Linked DNA regions of Macaca mulatta: region 1 is linked to region 2. A link is a contact called in public Hi-C data. All regions are on one chromosome and are shown on one strand. Each heading gives the region's core, a stretch centred on a gene start, on an enhancer-like site or on the middle of the called end of the contact. The rest is flanking DNA. Distances are from core to core; before and after follow the strand shown. Region 1 holds the start of NATD1 (N-acetyltransferase domain containing 1). Region 2 holds the start of TMEM11 (transmembrane protein 11).

Evidence for each region. Hi-C and Micro-C count contacts between places; a contact is called where the count stands out from the background.
Region 1: a Hi-C map of blood shows a contact between it and region 2, with 2.0 times the contacts expected there. The contact joins the promoter of NATD1 here to the promoter of TMEM11 in region 2. A contact is called at or near these places in 2 of 14 Hi-C or Micro-C datasets (blood and cortical neurons).

The regions. Positions count from the first base shown.
Region 1 is chr16:22,146,162-22,149,129 of T2T-MMU8v2.0, forward strand. It overlaps NATD1 (N-acetyltransferase domain containing 1), which reads right to left and starts at 1,677. Exons shown (of 3, transcript XM_015118822.3): 1 at 1,347-1,677. The coding sequence starts at 1,452.
Region 2 is chr16:22,104,168-22,107,327 of T2T-MMU8v2.0, forward strand. It overlaps TMEM11 (transmembrane protein 11), which reads right to left and starts at 1,382. Exons shown (of 2, transcript NM_001266370.1): 1 at 1,296-1,382. The coding sequence starts at 1,357.

The DNA.
Region 1 (2,968 bases), core at 427-2,926, 42 kb after region 2:
TGTCCAACTCTCGGCCTGACCTCTGGCAAACCTTTCCCTTTCCTGGCCCTCCACCTTCCCTTCTTGAAAATGGGCACAGTGGCCTCTAAGGGCTGGTCCAGCTTGGACATTCCCACTGGGGCGAGGTGGGCCACAGGGAGTTCATGGCCCTGTTTTTGTAGTTTTGGGACCTCCTGAGCGGGATGGGCCAGTCAAAACTTCTCTACACCGGCTGGGCGTGGTGACTCACTCCTGTAATCCCAGCACTTTGGGAGACCATGGCAGGTGGATCACCTGAAGTCAGGAGTTCAAAACCAGCCTGGCCAACATGGTGAAAGCCTGTCTCTACTAAAAATACAAAAATTAGCTGGGCGTGGTGGTGGGTGCCTGTAATCCCAGCTACTCGAGAGGCTGAGGCGGGAGAATCACTTGAACCCAGGAAGCAGAGGTTGCAGTGAGCCGAGATTGTGCCACAGGAACTCCAGCCTGGGTGACAGAGTGAGACTCCGTCTCCAAAAAACAAAAACAAAAACTTCTCTACACTAAAGGAGGACTTGCCCTTGCTTTCTGGCTTCACGAATCACCATCCGGCCACAATTACCAGCACTTATTAATGCCCCACGAGCTGGTCTGATCCTTTACATTTGTCACAGTCTTTCATCCTTACAGCTAGCCAGTGGGGTGTGCACTGGTGTTATTCCCACTGCAGAGAGGGAAAAACTGAGGCACACAGAAGTGAGGCAAATGGCCAGTCCCAGAGCCACTGAAGTCTTGATAGTGATAGTCATCCCCCTCCAACACTCCCCGCAAGGGACCACAAGCCCCTTTTGCGGTCAGCCCCAGGTCCGCAGACCTCCCAAGTGTAGAAAGACTAAGATTCCCAGGGGCAGCAAGAAGCCATATAACACCCGCAGAAGGGGACAGGTCACCGCTGACCACCTTCCCAGGATCTCCAACAGGAGCCTTCAGTGGGTGCCCAACAGCCCTGAACAACTGGGCCTGAGCAGGTGCGGTTCCCCTGCGGCTGAGACTGGAGACCCGCGCAGCCCCAGCTCCTGCCTCTGCCTTTCCAGGGGCCCCTGTCCGCCCTGGCCCCTGTTCTCTCGGGTAGTCTGACCCCGCCCAGCCCGTTCCACTTCCCGGAGCGCCGACCGCGCCCCCACCTGGCCCCGAGGGCAACCCAGCTCGCGCCCGGAGCTCCGGCCGCCCGAGACCACCCCGCGGCGCACGCTCGCAACAGCCTTCCCGGGCGGCGGGCCGGGACCGGGCCGCGGGCGCGCGGGGGACGGGCGCCCAGAAAGGGGGCGGCCCCGGCGGGTCCCGCTCGCTCGCAGACAAAAGGTCGGGGCGGACCGGGGCCGCGTTACCGTTGAGCCGGACAGTGAACTGGCGGCGCCGGCGGTCGTGCTCCACGCGGATGGGGCAGCTCTGCTCCAGCGCGCCCAGCGGCACGGCGGCCGCCGAGTGCGCCATCTGCGCGCGGGGCTGCGGCGCTGGGACCCGGGCGGCGCCGGCGGGGGCCCGGACGCGCGGCGAGGGCCCGGGCGCGCGGCGGGGCTCGGGCGCGGGCGCAGGCGGCAGGCGGTGGGGTAGTTAGGGCCTGGGAGACCGCAGGCGGCGGCGCTGAAACTGACACTCGGCGGCGGCGGCAGCAACAAAAAGGAGGTGGGGGGGCCAGGAAATCAGCTGTGAGGTCACGTGCGGCGCGCAGCCAGTGGACGCGCGGCCTTTTTGTTTTGATACATTCCAGTCACCTCTTAAAGGGACCGCGCCGGCCGCGTTCCGCTCGCAGCCCCAAACAAAACAACACGGGACGCCGCCGGGCGCCGGGCTGCTTTTCCGTCCTGCGTTTGTCCCACGTGCAACTTTGGTACCCCTGCAAGGACCCTTCTTAAAAAGACGTAATAACCTGTATGGCAGCCACCATTTATTAAGCACTTGCTGTGTGCACGACCTGTGTACAGCAAAGCCCTGGAGCACAGGAAGCGCTCAGTAAACACTGCGCTGAAATTTATCACCAGAAACCTGAGAAATAGGTATGCTTGGCTACATTTTACAGTTGAGCAAATAGAAGCCTAAGGCAATGAAAGACATGCATGAATTCTCACGCAGTTAGTGCCCTAGGGCTACTGGTGCTAGGAGCACGTACCCACCCGTGTGCGCAGCCTGGGTGGCTACTGGCTCCTGGGAAGGAATTGTCCTGTGAAGCCTTGTTTGGGATAGAAGTGAAATGCCACCTCTCCCAAGGGAGGCGGAAATGCGGGAAGAGGCCTCGGGGATCCTTGGATCCACTCCACAGATGGGGAGGCTGAATCCCAGAAAGGGGCAGGGACTTGATTGAAGGCACACAGGACTCTTGGGGCTCAGACTTCTTTGAAAGGCGACTTAATTAGGCTCTTCAAGGCTCAACCTTAGATCCCAACCCTCCCCTCTCGTTCACCTGAAGGGGCACTCCTGTTGCCCATAGCTGTGCAGTGAATCACACAGGTTACTTTTAATATTTTGTTAATTACGGTGTAAGCTTCATGTTCATACCCGCGTGACCACCATCCAAATCAAAATACAGAACATTGCTGGTTTCCTAGGGCCCTCTTCCCAGCAATGCCCTACCCTTTGATTTAACCACTATCCCTGACTTCTAGCATTGTTGACTAATTAGGTTTCTCTAGACCATCATGTAAACAGAATCATACAATATGTACTATTTTATTTATTTATTTATTTATTTATTTATTTATTTATTTATTTATTTATTTTAAGACAGTCTCGCTCTGTTGCCCAGGCTGGAGTGCAGTGGCTTGATCTCGGCTCACTGCAGGGTCTGCCTCCTGGGTTCAAGTGATTCTCCTGCCTCAGCCTCCTGAGGAGCTGGGACTACAGGCCTACACCACCACGCTCGGCTAATTTTGGTATTTTTAGTAGAGACAGGGTTTCACCATGTTGGCCAGGCTAGTTTCAAACTTCCAACCTCAGGTGATCCATTCCGCCT
Region 2 (3,160 bases), core at 132-2,631:
ATTGAATATCTTGAAAATGTTTGCTAGTTTTTAAGGGCATCTGAAAACCACTGAGGTAACTTATTTAAATGGTCCAATCTAAGAAATACCAGGCGGGAGTTAAAAAAACAAAAGTGTGTTTACCACTGCTTTTCCAAGGAAGAGGAAATGCAGAATGGGCGACGTTGGCTAACTGGGCTCAAGAATAAAGTGCAAGCAAGCTAACGGACTCTATCACAACTGCCAAACAGGAAGAATCTTCCCAGCTGGGAAAGCCATCTGCAAGCAATAGCAATGAACACGGGATGGAATCAGTCATAGAAAAGGAATAATGCAGAGTAGTTGACAGGCAGAGAAATTTTCTGGTTAGACAATCTTCACCAAAGAGACGGGGAAAAAAACAACAACAGCAAAACCAAAACTTTCCTTTTTTGCTGACCGCTGCTGTTAACAATCAAGCTTTAGCGGATAGTTCATCCAGGTGGCTCCACCAATATACATCCTCTCCCAAAACTTCTAGCGGCTGAACAGCTTCTAGTGGCTTCCACTAGCTGAAACTGCTTCCCAGAAGCAAAAACTGCAACTTGAACATGTAACACGGAAACTACTCCAATCTCATCTTCTAGAAATCAGTTACTCAAATGGAGGTCTCTGTTGGAAGAAACACGCTCCTAGCTCCCTACCCACACACCATTCATTAGGAAAGGTCACTTTAATTGACTTCCACGGCAGGAGCGCTTGCACAGAACCATCCAAAAGTCTCCAGAATCGCCCCTCGAGGAAGTGGACGGCTCCGGGCCCGGAAGAGACACATGTGGTGGGAGCTAAAGCTCCCTGGTAAACGTGCAGATCAAACTACCCCTGCCGCAGCCGGCCTGCTCTGTGAAGGCTTCACCTTCTTTCTCTCTCCAGGGGCCCTGCCTTCCTCGCCACGTCGGGGGCCGCGGGCGAGATGGCCACGCGCGCGGCCAAGCGGGAAGGGTGCCGATCAGCCCGCGGCTAGGCGGGTCCCTGAGGCCTGCGCTGGGCGCCAGTTCCTCTCCGCACGGCCCGGCCTCGAGCCCCACCCCGCATGACCGCTGCCCACCTTACCCAGCCCGGCTAACGCCCCTTCCCCTAAGCTCTCCGCCGAAGCCTTCGACCTCGCTCCTACCCGGATCCCGGATCCTCCGGAACTGGAACCCCGTATGCCAGGCGGGGGTCGGGGGAGCCCGGGGATACCAGGGCAGGAAGGCTGCTGCAGCCCCCGGAGGCCGCGCTGGGCTCTCCGGCCCCTGAGCCGCCTGCACCGTGGGCAACAAGCCCTTGGATCTCACCTCTCTCGGGCGCTGCCGCCACTGCTGCCCGGGCCAAGACGCCTCCTTCCCCAAGCGGCCATCTTGGAGACACTCCGCTTGCCAACGTCTCGCGCCAAGGCGGCATCGGGAGAGCAGGCGGGCCGACGGGAAGTGTAGTCCGGCCCGCTGTCCCGGGACGCTCGGCAGGCGGAAGCCGGGCCTGGCGGAACTACCGCGCCCACAAGGCAGCGCGCCAGAAGCCCCGCCCCCGGGGTCGCCGGGGCCCGTAGTCCTTCTGCGAGGGCGCGAGGACCCCCAGGAGCAGTCCTGGGTTCAGACATTTTTGAAGAAACTGAGTTCCCGGCGTTCGCAGCCTGGGAGTCACAGGCGCCCACCCACCGGTAGGTCCTTGGGTTTCGAGAGCCAGCCAGCTGAAGGAGAGAGAAGAGGAAAGTGCCTACAACTCCCAGAGCACCGCGCGTAGGCGCCCGGCGCCGCCGTCCCGGCCCGCCAGGCCGCGTCTCCTGCCGGGGACCGCCGCGCTGTTTGCGGGCCTCTAGCGCCCGGCCCCTCCGCGTCGCCCCGCCTGCTCTTCACAGCCTTGGCCCATAAGGTCACCGAGGGGCGGGAGACGCCGCCCGGGTCCTCCTCGGAGTCAGGCGCTGCTCCCGCACCATCCCCCGCCCAATTCAGACTCCGGGGTACTTTGGGGAGGCCGAGACAGACACGCTGTCCCGGCTGCCACGGAGGTCCCTGCTTGCAGGTGCAGGCTGTTAGAGGAGAGGGTCTGAACGCAAGGAAGGGGAATAGCTGTATGATAACTGCTTGAAGGAGAGAGGGCCCTGCGACAGCGACAGCCCTGTTTCAGACAGGGCCTCCAGGCCTCAGACTCAGTCCCTGCCACGCACCCACTCTTGTCCTGTCCGCTGCGACGGCATAATCTCGGGATCTTTTTTTTTTTTTTTTTTTTTTTTTTGAGACGGAGTCTTGCTCTGTGCCCCAGGCTGGAGTGCAGTGGCCCGATCTCGGCTCACTGCAAGCTCCGCCCCCCCGGGTTCACGCCATTCTCCTGCCTCAGCCTCCCGAGTAGCTGGGACTACAGGCGCCCGCCACCTCGCCCGGCTAATTTTCTTGTATTTTTAGTAGAGACGGGGTTTCACCGTGTTAGCCAGGATGGTCTCGATCTCCTGACCTCGTGATCCGCCCGTCTCGGCCTCCCAAAGTGCTGGGATTACAGGCTTGAGCCACCGCGCCCGGCCAATCTCGGGATCTTTGAAAGCAGATGCGGGGCTAAACCATCCCACCTGACGGGAACCCTGCCCCAGGACCTGACATCTCCTTGTCTGGACACTGCTGTAACGAGTCAGTCAGGAAGGACTAACTGGAACCCAGAGATTCCCAGGTGCTGCTGCCTCAGACCTGTGGACTCTTTGGGGGATCTCTTACAGTTTGTAAACTTCTCAGTTCCTCTACTGCTCCCACACACAACGTTGCTAAACATATTAGTTGGCCCCATAAATACTTGAGCAAAACAAATGCAAAAATCTGCCCCAAATTCAGCCTAGAAGAAGTCCAGCCCGGCGTGTCACACTTCCGTGTAGTGGAACCCCCGTCCCCACCCACCGCAGGCCACAGCAGGACGGCCAGCAGAAGGAAAGGCGACCCTCTCATTGTTGAGGATTCCTTTTGATTTCCTTACAGCTCACATTCTACCACAGTTTTAGCTGCTTACAATCCTCTCACCGTTCCTCATCACTTATAGTGTGTGATTCAAACTCCTTAGCACAATCAAGAAACACCCCCCCCCCGCCCCTAGACCGGGCGCGGTGGCTCTCGCCTGTAATCCCAGCACTTTGGGAGGCCGAGGCGGGCGGATCACGAGGTCAGGAGATCGAGACCATCCT